Regions from separate parts of the Sus scrofa genome. Here regions 1, 2 and 4 are each linked to region 3. A link is a contact called in public Hi-C and HiChIP or PLAC-seq data. All regions are on one chromosome and are shown on one strand. The core of a region is the stretch at or near the end of the contact, and the rest is flanking DNA. Distances in the headings are between cores, read along the strand shown. Region 1 overlaps LRCH1 (leucine-rich repeat and calponin homology domain-containing protein 1). Region 2 overlaps LRCH1 (leucine-rich repeat and calponin homology domain-containing protein 1). Region 3 holds the start of LRCH1 (leucine-rich repeat and calponin homology domain-containing protein 1). Region 4 holds the start of RUBCNL (protein RUBCNL-like).

Evidence for each region. A called contact is a pair of places that touch in the nucleus more often than the background predicts. HiChIP or PLAC-seq counts read pairs in DNA pulled down with a chosen protein or histone mark.
Region 1: an H3K27ac HiChIP or PLAC-seq map of skeletal muscle shows a contact between it and region 3. The contact joins the enhancer-like site here to the promoter of LRCH1 in region 3. A contact is called at or near these places in 9 of 47 Hi-C or Micro-C datasets (alveolar macrophages, blood, embryonic fibroblasts and 5 more) and 2 of 2 datasets of contacts at active chromatin or transcription factors (alveolar macrophages and skeletal muscle).
Region 2: a contact with region 3 is called in an H3K27ac HiChIP or PLAC-seq map of skeletal muscle, with 4 times the contacts expected there. The contact joins the enhancer-like site here to the promoter of LRCH1 in region 3. A contact is called at or near these places in 11 of 47 Hi-C or Micro-C datasets (alveolar macrophages, blood, epiblast stem cells and 6 more) and 2 of 2 datasets of contacts at active chromatin or transcription factors (alveolar macrophages and skeletal muscle).
Region 4: a Hi-C map of mesenteric adipose tissue shows a contact between it and region 3, with 2.5 times the contacts expected there. The contact joins the promoter of RUBCNL here to the promoter of LRCH1 in region 3. A contact is called at or near these places in 2 of 47 Hi-C or Micro-C datasets (heart right ventricle and mesenteric adipose tissue) and 1 of 2 datasets of contacts at active chromatin or transcription factors (alveolar macrophages).

Annotation. Positions count from the first base shown.
Region 1 is chr11:20,808,538-20,811,527 of Sscrofa11.1, forward strand. The region is part of intron 1 of LRCH1 (leucine-rich repeat and calponin homology domain-containing protein 1); the gene reads right to left. Among named protein-coding and RNA genes, the nearest start is that of LRCH1, 97 kb to the right of the region's middle. Within about 2 kb of position 1,499, at least 22 of the 83 cell types and tissues checked have an H3K27ac peak or open chromatin away from gene starts, as enhancers often do. A contact at or near this core is called in retroperitoneal adipose tissue, skeletal muscle and subcutaneous adipose tissue, where this site is marked.
Region 2 is chr11:20,828,575-20,831,311 of Sscrofa11.1, forward strand. The region is part of intron 1 of LRCH1 (leucine-rich repeat and calponin homology domain-containing protein 1); the gene reads right to left. Among named protein-coding and RNA genes, the nearest start is that of LRCH1, 77 kb to the right of the region's middle. Within about 2 kb of position 1,422, at least 13 of the 83 cell types and tissues checked have an H3K27ac peak or open chromatin away from gene starts, as enhancers often do. A contact at or near this core is called in skeletal muscle, where this site is marked.
Region 3 is chr11:20,905,174-20,908,107 of Sscrofa11.1, forward strand. LRCH1 (leucine-rich repeat and calponin homology domain-containing protein 1) reads right to left here and starts at 1,398. Exons shown (of 20, transcript XM_013980521.2): 1 at 844-1,398. The coding sequence starts at 1,162.
Region 4 is chr11:20,994,007-20,996,823 of Sscrofa11.1, forward strand. RUBCNL (protein RUBCNL-like) reads left to right here and starts at 1,433. Exons shown (of 14, transcript XM_021065589.1): 1 at 1,433-1,991.

The DNA.
Region 1 (2,990 bases), core at 249-2,748, 97 kb before region 3:
AATCAGAGCAACAAAATTCCGAGCTGCAGTGCCATTTTACATATTATCAGTTGGCTGTGTCATAGAAAATTAGATTCTTCCCTCATTGTATCTTCACCATAACAGAGAGGCAGGTGCTCTTATTAAAGCTCCCCATTATGTGTAGACATTGAGGCCCAGAGAGGTTAGGTAATTTGCCTGAGGACCCAGAGCTAGTCAGGTGGTAAACACAAGAACTAAACCAGTACGTAGGCCACCAAAGCCCTGAACCATTGCTGATTCAGCCTGGGAGGATGACAGCTAGGGAAGCTCAATTGTTCTGTGGCTATCTCTAATTTTTTAAAAAATCAACAGAGTCATTTCGGGTGCCGGGTCAGGAGGCATGAATGATCCCCTATCACAGCTCTGGACTAAAAGTCAGTCATCTCTGACCAGGTCGTAATATTTTCTCCGGCAAGCAGAGCCTGTGTCTTGGGTACGTGGTTGCCACCCGAGCTGGATGGGGTCCTCCTGGCTGGAAACATCCCCGGGGGGCTCACGCGGCCCTGGGGATCGAACCCCCAGCAGCAAATCCAAACCCCAGAACCGCACCCTCCCTGCTGCCGCTTCTTCACTGAAGCGTTCACGGGCGAGCCGAGCGGCCAGAAATAAAACAATAAGTTTCGCCCCGGCCAAAACAAGCTTCGCAAAGCCCTAAAATAAAGTAGCCAGATGAATAAAAATAAGCAGAGGAGGGTAGAAAAACAGTCAATGGAATCTGGTGTGCAGTCAGCACCCTCGGAGGCACGACGTTGTTTTTGTATAAAAAAGGAAAGTGGTGCCTCGGGAGGAACTGGAGGCCCCGGTTCTCCAGCAACAACATCCTGAGCTCCCGGCCACCAGGGGCAGCTGGGAACCTCGTTTGCAACGTCTTGCTTTCTGGTCGGAAGAAAAGGCCTCATCATTGGCAGTGAATCATGCCCAGGGCCGGAAGGACCCAATGATCCATTTTTTGAGCTGGAGGGTAAACATGTTATCACGGACATTTAATTTTAGAAGATAAACACTAATTGTGATGTCTCAATAACTGGGTGAAATGTGTGTCCTTCACAGAGAAATCCAAACCCCCGACCCACAGACAAGCCTAGGGGACCCGCTGTCTTCCTGATAGTGAAGGGGGACCCTCTGTGCCAGGCCACCTCCTCCCCTCCTGCTTGGTCCCTCCAGGGACCGCTGCTGAGAGAGAATCTTTGGATGGAAGGATGGTTGGGGGCCACCTGCTCTACCTGGACAAGCCACATCCCTCTTCCCCTAGGAAGGCAGGGGTCCTGCTGGAAGAATCTCAGCAATGTCCTTCTAAAGGGGACCCCTCCACAATGTCCCGGGTTTCTGACTGCTCCTCACTGCCCCCACTCCTCCTTCGGCACAGACACCCCACCCGCCCCGTGATTCAGCACCCGCAGGGCGCTCCCAGGACTCCCGCACATTCGGAAAGGCGCTGGAACGAGGGACTCTGCTCCAGGCAGTGAAGCGAGCCCACGGGCTGAGTCATCCTTGACTCTGTGGAGATACAACCACCAGACGCTTGCAGGGTTAAACAAGCAGAACTGATGAGCAGATTTTCATAAAAATTTTGAGTGAGTCACTTAAGATCTCAGGCTACATCTCAGAGAGATCCAACAACCAAAAAATGCTGTCCAACCGAAGAGATTTGTTAAAGAATTCCTCTGCCTGGAGCTCCCGCTGTGGCTCAGCCAGCGGAAACCAATCTAACGAGCATCCATGAGGACGCAGGTTTGATCCCTGGCCTTGCTCAGCGGGTTAAGGATCTGGTGAGCTGTGGTGTAGGTCGCAGATGGGGCTTGGATCCTGACTTGCTGTGACTGTGGTGCAGGCCAGCAGCTACAGCTCTGATTCGACCCCTAGCCTGGGAACCTCCATAGGCCAGGGGTGTGGCCCTAAAATGACCAAAAAAAAAAAAAAAAAAAAAAAAAATCCTCAGCCTGAACCATGGAAGTCTTCCCTGATTATCTAAAGTGTCAACATACCCTCTTCACTGCCTTCCTCTGCTCGACATTTTTCTGTCTTAGCACTTGGGTAGCCTTCTAACAAGGCATACAATTTATTCACATATTTTGGTGAACTTTCTCACTCTACTAGAATGTTAAGTTCCATGAAGATTGAGATCTTTGCACTGTTCCCTGGTATACAGTAAGAGCTTAATAAATATTCACTGAATGAACTGAACGCATGTGGTAGGAAAGCCGGTTCTTCGGGCAGACAGCCTGAGTTCAAATCCTGATCCCACCTCTTAGTGTGTGGATTTGGAAACAATTACTTAATTTCTCTATGCTTCCGTCTCTTCACCTACAATACGGGAATAATAATAGTACTGGCCGCTCTGAATTATTGGAAGGATTAAATGAGATGATACATATAAAGACCTCAGAGCGGCACCGGGCACAGAGGAAAGGACTCCAAGAATAGTCTCTATCATTATGTTAGCTAATGCTGGGTTCCGAATACAGAATTTCTGGCAAGAAAAAAAGGCCTGGGCTGGGAAGGAGCTTAAAAATCTAGCTGACAAGTGCATGAAGCAACCACACATACACATGTTTCATGATAAAACAAGAAATCAGAGATAAAAGAAGAAAAAAAGCCAACTGCGTATTATGAGTGAACAATCTCTCAGTTGGTTTGAAGGTTACCCTTCCCAGGCTGAAGGAAGTAAGAAAGAGAAATTATTTTTGGTAAATGCCAAAAAGGATACAATGACAGATTAGACTCTTGGCCCAGTGATTTTATTAGCAGCTGATACCTATTAAGCCCATACAATACTAAAGAGGTAATTAAATATAGGTGGCCTTTTACTGAATGCATTACTGAAATGTTGACAGCAAAAATTGATTTCTCTACTGCACCTCTCCTATCCAAAGTGCTGCCCAAAAAAATCAGGAGATAAGATTTTAAACGACCAGCGCAGACAGAATTGGCCAGGGGGAAGGGGGAATTCCTGTCCCAAAGCGTAATCA
Region 2 (2,737 bases), core at 172-2,671, 77 kb before region 3:
GCATGTCTGTGAGCGGGGGTGGGGGTGGGGGTCCCGAATGGGGAGAGACTGAGCGGCTGTCCAAGTGAGCTCATTCTCATCAGTTTGGTGGGTCCTGGATCCTCCCCAAAGTGCTTTCCAATGACGGCATAGATCACAACCACTTCCAAACGCCACGCCAGTCAAATCAAACACCAGCGAACAGAACCAATGAAAGGCGGCTCTGACAATGGAGTGTTCTAGTATGTCCACAAATCTGACCATCTTACATAAACTCAGTCTGCAGAAGATGTGCTGGGGGAGGAAACAGAGTCATGGTTGCATTAATTATTCTTTGAGTCAAGAAAAGGGGGCTGGGCAGCAGAAGGGAAAAGAATGATCAAATTGGCACAGTCACTAATGGAAGATGATGGGATTAATTAAACATATCCCTGGAGGGATAGGATGACTTTGAACAAAAACAACAAAAAGGCACCCTCCAAGGATGAAGTAGATTTTTATAAAGGAAGCCAGAGATGGGCCACTTTGTCTTACTAGTACTGAAAAGCTATCATTTTATAAATATTGTTAAGGCTCTTAATCATATGTGTGTGGCTTTCCTTATCCAAAACACTTGCCTTCTCCTCATCACCATCCATTTATCAAATATCTGCCTTCTCCCCCCACTGCCACCTTTATGCCAAGCCCCAACTCAGTTCTGCACATTCTCATAACCACAAGCATTATCTTTCACCATGAGCATGCATTATTATGATGATCAGGTCCCAGAAACTGCTCCCAAGATGAGGTGGAATTGCATTAAGCACACCAGATGACAGGTCCCCAGCTCACACGGAATTCGCAGCTCTTCCCCAGCTGCTCTCCTGGGAAGCAGACTATAAATCGCAGGCTGAAACCTCCTTGCTCAGTGTCAATGGATGCAAATGACAGCCCGGCATCTTTTAACTACACTAAAAGCTTCCAGCCCCGCTTACTCTGGGACACGTGCCAGCGGGATCAGCTATTACACCCTGGGTCCCTCTCCAAATGCCGTTTTCCCAAAAGGCTTCGGCTCAATGGACAGTATGACGCAACAACAAAGCTGCTTCACTGAAATTACGAATTGCAAAGTTTTTTACAAAAATAAAAGGGCGTGTTAAAGGAGCACGACAGAAACGCCGGCTTTACCACAGGGCTCTGGAACACTGTTGGAAATTTCTGCAGGCTGTCCGGCTGTTCATACTTGAAAGTAATTTTTTTTTTTTCGCTTAACTCAGAGCATAAATTAATTTCAATAAATAGACAATCTGAGGATTTTTGTTGTCCCTCTGTAGGTTCTTTCACAGTTCCCCTGGGGTTGATTAAAAAATCAGCATTGTGGGAATCATATTAAATCTTACAGGACTAAACTTCCATGGGGCGCTTCGAGACAAATGAGGAAGCGTCACTGATACTGGAAATGCCATCCACTTACAAGGCTGCTGCAAGTTATTGCCTGCTGTTAGAGTCACTGTCAGGCTTTGCACTGATTTTTAATGAGCTTCTGGAGGCAAAACACTTGCAGACGCTTGTCTGTTAGGGAAGATGCAAATCACACCCACCCAAGCTGAAGAGAATTAAAATCTATTTACTAGCCGAGATTGTACAATGCTAGATTGTTTTATTTCTTTTGGAGGGCTCCCGTGTCACTGAGCTGGTTAATGGTACACGCCAAGCAGGTTGTAAGCCAACTAGAATTCAATCCACACAGAAGCTACAGGATACCCTGCCTGGGGAACAAGGGTAGAAATGAGAGTGCGCTTATTTCACAGAAGTTTCATCCCAGGGCTTCTTTAAATAGTGACTTTGGTTAGAAAATTCCACTTAATTCAAGTCACTCAGGACTGATTTACACTCGTACCTTGCACACACATGTCTAGTATCTAAGGAGGAATAATGCAGTGTTTGCTGGGAGCCCAGTGTCTGGAACCCAAACAGCCCCGTATCTTATCCATCTGTTCAGTCCTTCTAGCTTCTAAGAGCATAGAGAAGAGACTGGACAAAGCGACCAAGAGATGAATGCACACTTCTCAAAGCAACACTCTACCCACTTGATGGGTTCTACGTTACTATCATATAAGACACTGTAAAAAAAATCAGCTGTTTATAAAATATTATCCTTTCTGAGTATAAGATGGTTACTAACACCCTGTATTCCCTTATTATACTAGGCTTTCTATAACTTTATAATATGAAGGGTATTACAATGTCAGATTTATTGTATACATCATATATTAGATTTCTCTTTTCCGAGAAATTTAGTTCAAGCAGCAGGAAATAAGCAACGCAGAGCTCCGTCGCTGCTCACCTAGACTTTGTCAAAAGCCTCCCTCCAACCTCTCCCCGCATCTAATGTGTGAGAATTAACTGCTGAGGATGCACATGAAAGCCCATCATTCTCTCGCTCAGTTCATCTTCTACGGTTTCCTACAAAGTCTCAACTTGTGCTCTAAACTCGTTTGCATGGCATCCAGGCACTTATCCTCAGAGCTGGACTCTCCAGAGTCAGCCTGGTCTCCATTCATTCGACGTGCAAGGCATTCCTACCGCGCGCTAGACTCGGGGGGTAAACACAGCCCGTCCTGAAGCCACTAGGCGCTAAGCGAGCATGCGCAGAAAAGCGCACCTTGGTACCTGCCATGCACCTCCCACAGGGGGGCTGATGCAGATGGAGAAAAATCTGACTGTATTGCCATGATACTGGCACACCTTCTGTCTGGGCTGGGGAAGGGGGCTGAAA
Region 3 (2,934 bases), core at 148-2,647:
TGACATAACTTGAAAACCCTGTATGCTCCTTGGCGCGAGTTACAACTTGCCCGGCTCACCGAGGAAAACCGGCTCACTTTACTTTTTTTTTCTTTAAAACATGCCAGGCCGTCCTCTCCAGGGCCCCCGCAAAGATTGGGTTACTGAGAACTAGGTAGCCTCGGTGGCAGAAACCAAGCCGCGTGGGCGGTTAGCTAGAGGCAAGGCACTAGGCAGCCAACCGCCTTGCCAAGTGGCCGCGATTCGGCTTCCCGACCACCGCCGCCGCTCCTTCCTCGCACAGGCGCAGGAAGGGGGAGCCTCGGCACCTCCTCGCAGGCGGCACCAAGTTGCCCGATCGCTGCGCGAGGCCGCCGAGAGGGTCTCGAGGCACCGAGCCGGTGCCCTCCAGTCGGCGGAGGCCGCGCCACCTTTGTCTGGGGTTCCCCATCAAGAGCCGCGACGCCTCCCAGTAAAGCGGAGTTGCCCGGGACGGAGGTGCAGACACCGCGGACGGGTCCTCAGACCCCACGCGGGGCCCAGGAAGCAGCTGCGGCGGGCGAAAACCTCCCACATCCACGGCGCGCACGGGGCGCGCCCGCAGGTCCCAGCCTGGCTGCCGCATCCCCCGAGCGGCCGCCGCCGGGTGCGGAGCCGCAGACCCCCGCGCTCGTGGGCGCTGCGGCGGGGAGCAGTCCCGCTCTCTCGGCGCCGCACAGCGGGATCGCCCCCGCGGCTCCCTTCCTCGGGAGAGCACGGGCCGCTGGACCCCCAGCAAGGCCAGATCTCAGACCGGCCACCGCGTCCGGGAAGGCACGACAACCAGCCACCCACACCCACTGCCCGCCCACGGCCCTCTCTCACCTGCCTGCACCGTGTCCGAGAGGTCGTGCGCGGGGGCCGCAGTCCTGGGAAATTCCTTCAGTTTCCTGGCACTGAGGTTCAATCCCCCGGAGTTGGCCGCTTCCTCCAGCGCGCGCTCCAGCCCCCGGTTCAAGGGCAAGTTGAAGCCCCCGCTGCCTCCGCCGCCGCCGCCTCCCCCGGGCCCGCCGCTGGCTCCGGTTCCTCCGTGGAGCTGCTGCTGCTGGTGGTGGTGGTGGTGGTGGGGATGATGATGTGGGTGCAGAGGAGCCACCGAAAGGGCAGGGACGAAAGGTTGGGGTTCGCTTCCCGGCGTCGCCATCTTCTCCCGGGCCCCCCCACCCCGCCCCGCCGCTCCTGCGGGGGGGTCACAGCTTTACCCGGGAAAGGGAGACAGCTGCCCGGGCCGAGTTCCTGCAGGGCTCCACCGAAAGATGCTGCAAGAGCGGGAGGAGGGTGTGGCAGGCGCGCGGTACGAGGAGCAGACGGGGAGGCGGCAGCGGCAGCGGCAGCTTGGTCTCGAAGGTTTCCTGTCCCCGGGAAGCTAAGGACTGCGGCGGCGGCAGCGGCGGCGGCGGCGGCGGCAGCAGGCAGCGCGCATGTGTCTCCTCCCGCCCCTGCTCCCTCCTCTCGGCGCGCTCCCCTCCTCCGCCGCCCGCTCTCTCCTCCTCCTTCCCGCGAGCGGCCAGCCCAGCCCCGAGCCCTCCTCCGCCGCGCGCCGCCGGGCCCTTCTCTCTGAACGCGGGGCGGGGCGGGGCGGGCGGGGGGGCGGGGCTGGACGCCTGCCCAGGGGTCACTTTCATTCAAATGCCGAACGTCCCTCTGGGGCTCTTTTTGCCCCTTAGAGGGCTTTACGGAAGCAGAGGTTTTAGGGGATCTGAGAAGACAGTGGCGAGCCAATAGATGGGATGTGAAATACAGTGAGATCACGGGGAGGTGAAGTTATCTCAAGTCTGCACATTTTTCTTGTTCTTTGACCCACAGGGAAGGCAGTTTTTCACCGTGGGGGGGTCTGGCCAACGGAGGACCCTTGGCAGGTGGGCACCGCCAATGAGCCAGACGCTGATCTAAGTCGTCTACAGGAATGATCTCAATTAATCCAGGGACCCCACGAGCAGAAAAACCGCCTTCTCCACTCCCCAGGGGAAGTTTAGAAACTAGTCTGAGGTCACCCGCGCAGTCAGAGACGGAGCTGGTTTCGAAAGTGGAGCCTTCAGGTTCTAGGGCCGCCCTCCTTCCTGTAAACTCGGGCTGAACCCCACTGCAAACAAATAGCAGCCGGGCAGAAAGTTTTCTGAGTGATGGCAGAAAACCACAGGCACAGAAAGAAAGGACTTTCAAAATGAAGGTGGCGTTATGGTAGACAGACCCCTCTGGCACAGGAGAAAGATGGGCTGGCTGTGGCTGAGCTTGGAACTGTGTGGAGCTGGAGAGGTCAGAAAGTCCCTGACCCCAACTGGCCGGTAACTCAGTCACAGTTGAAGCCTGCGCACTGGTATCGTCAAGGTACCCGCGTGGGCTCTTCTTACCCCTGCGGGGCATGGGAGCTCATCTATCTGCCTGCAAGCGAATTTCAGTTCAGCCCAGACCAACGCCTGCAACACCAGAGGTGACAGAGCATCTGACACCATAAGAGCAGATCAGCTGGCAGATGGATCAAGTCCCACTCTTTCCCAAAGTTCCAGCTCCAGCTCCCTGGGAGGGAGCCTTTATTTTTTGCTCTACACCCTAGGCTTGAGCAGCGCCCCCTTGAGCGACTTAAGCTAGGGGAAGTGAGGATGAGGGCCGAGTGAGAAAATAATTCAACGCTTGGAGCGGGGGAGTCATTTTTTTTAAGTGGTGTTGCAGAAAGAGGATGACCTGAGCCCGAGGCGGGGCCTAACGCCTGGCATGATCTATGTCACTGGCATTGACTGCGTGCATAGTAAGTCGCTTTGACTCCTGTGGGATTCTAGAATTACAGCTTTCTAACCTCCAAGGAGGAGACAAGCGCCACCTGCTGGTATCCTCCCCCCAAACACCCTCTCTCACCAAAGCCTTCGACCCCTCTGCCTCCTAGATGTGTAAAAACCAGGCTTGAAAATGATGATGATG
Region 4 (2,817 bases), core at 183-2,682, 89 kb after region 3:
CCTAAAAAAAAAAAAAAAAAAAAAAAAAAAGTACATTTATAGGATCTTTACCTATTGGTAAAGATGATTTTAAAGTGGCTTCAGAGGGAAATGCCCAATTTTTTTTTTTTTTTTTTTTTTTGCTTATGAGGACCGTACCCGTTCCCAGGCTAGGGGTCAAATGGAGCTATAGCTGCCAGCCTATGCCACAGCCATGCCAGATCCTTAACCCCACTGAGCGAGGCTAGGGATTGAAACTGCAATCTCATGGTTCCTAGTCAGATTCGTTTCTGCTTTGCCACGATGGGAATTCCAAAGAACTGCCCAAACTTACTGTCTTGGTCCAGAACCTCCCAGTTTCCCTACAAGACGGCTTGTCTTGCTCTGGGCTATGTTTACCACCTACTCAGTTTGGTTTTTGTTGGTTTTGTTTTTGGCCATGCCAGAGCCATGTGGAAGTTCCCGAACTAGAGCCACAGCAGTGACTGCACTGAATCCTTAACCATTAGTCTACCAGGGAACTCCTGTCTCTCTCTCTCTCTCTCTTTTTTTTTTTTTTTTTTGACTAGTAAACTCTGATTTACTCTGCATGACATTTGCCCTTGTTTTAAGATTTTTCTCTCAGTTTCCTCTTGATTCCTCTCCTTCTTTAAATATTCCTGAAAAAAGGGTCTGGCTTTGGCTGCTCCATTTCATTCTTTTTCTGTGTCTTGCTACTGGTTGGATGGAAACTGGACACAAAGTTTCGTGTTAGATACATCTGCCTTCAAAGCATGACTGTGCTTCTCCCTAGCCCTGTGACCTTGAACAAGCAACGGAACCTCTCTAAGCCAGAGATCCCTCCCCTGTGAAATCAGAACAAATGATTTCTTGTTTTAACGGATGTTGATAGGATTGCTTAAAATAATTAAGGAAAGTGCCTGGCACATAGAGACTCAGGAAGTGTTAGCTCACATCCCAAACTCTTTTCTTTCTCGATTCAGTTTGTATGTTTGTTTATTTTTTTCCACCCCGCAGCATATGGAATTCTTGGGCCAGGGATCAGATCCAAACCACAGTTGCAACCTAAACCTTAACTGTGAATACGTTGGGTCCTTAACTTACTGGGCCAGCCCACAGATGAAACCTGCATCCAGGCGTTCCCAAGCCCCTGCGGATCCCATTGCCTCACAGCGGGAACTCCAGATTATTATTTTTTTAACTACTCAGGTGCCATGTGGAAGTTTCTGGGAGAGGGATTGAACCTGAACCCCAGCAGTGACACCGTGGCATCCTTTGTCGCTAGGCCACCACGGAACGCCCGTGATTTAATGTCATGTCAGTCAGCCTTCAGCAGACTTGAATTCCTGAGGCAGAACACCAGGCATCCAACGTTCTTCAGGCTGCCCTCAAGGTCAGCGGGTGATTGACAGCCTTTCCCTGGCTTCCCACTTAGGTCTTCATGTGAAGAAGTTGCGACTGTGCGCAGCTCTTAACTACTCCATGCCGGGCTGGAGCAAGGAGGGGGTGTTTCAAAGACACACCTGGCAAATAAAGCCCAAAATACCTGTGACTGTGCTTCCACGGCCTGGAAGTGACAAAGGACAAAGCCAAGGGACCAGAGGCAGTGCGATGCGGGTTGTACGGAGAAGGGCCTCTCCTTAAGCAAGCCGGGAGGGGCTTATCTGCGTGCTGTTACCAGGGCAGGGAACTGGGAGATTCTTTCCCCAAGAGACGTGAGGGGCGCTGACAGAGCGCGCTGCAGCTCCCTAGGGGGCAGGGTCGCCGTGCACTCAGCCCTACTGTCAGGGCTTAGGTTTCTATTTGTGAAAACTTTCTGTATTGGTTGGCAGCGTCTCCCCAGCCTCCACCGCGATCTGCGCGCTCTCGGCGGCACAGCTGTGATGGGATTCCAACCCCCTCGCTGCAAGAGGACGAGGTGACGATTAGGTTGGACGAATGCTGACAGTGGCGCCCTCCCAGTGGCCGGGGAGCAGCCGGCTGAGGTCAGAAAGACGCGGCTCTCGCTCCGGGTAAGTTGCAGGTCCACGCTGGGCCCATTGGTTTCAGCGCGGGCTTGAATCCCAATTACAAAAATAGATCATCATTTCAGGCAGTTACAGTGGTGCTCTAAACCGCTGCTTGGGGCTTTGGGGTTGGGCATTCACGTCTGCCAGGTCTGCGATTATCTCATTTCGATCCCGAAAAGCTCTTTTCCACCTGGGCCCCCAGAGAGGGTAGGGCGTGATTTCCGGAGAGAACCGGGGGAGAGCGGAGCACAGCTGCTCTGGCTGTCGTCAGCCCGCGTCGCCCGGGGCCCGAGGTCGGGGGAGCGCTGGGGGCCCGAGTTCCTTCCAGGAGCTCGCCGCCTCAGCGTCTCCCAGCGAGCCCCAGGCCCAGGAGTGGCGCTTCCCTTTCCTTAGCAGTTTCTCGGATTGCAGCCGGAGCCCCGGATTTTTTTTTTTTTTTTTTTTTTTTTTTTTTTTTTTTTTTGGTGCGGGGAGAAATGGTGGCGGCGTCAGGGCGCCTCTTCCCCCTCCTCGCTCCGTCTCTCGGCCCCTGGGGGGCGTAGTGACCTAACAGCACTGCTCCGACCCGAGCCCCTGAGGAGCCCACGCGCGGCGCCCACCTGGCTTTCCACCACTTGGGTGAGCCGAGCGGGGCTGGGGGTTCAAGTGGGAAGAGGCCGCTGGAGAGGAGGGTGGTGAAAGGGGGTCGAGAAAGGCGTGCGCAGAGCGGAGACTGGGTACCCCAAGGTAAGTCTGGGCTGTGCCAAGTCCCTGGGAGAAGGTGGGAGGGGGGCTCGTCGCAGCGGGTCGCAGATTTTTGTGGAGTTGACTTGCAAGGGAGTAGGCGGGC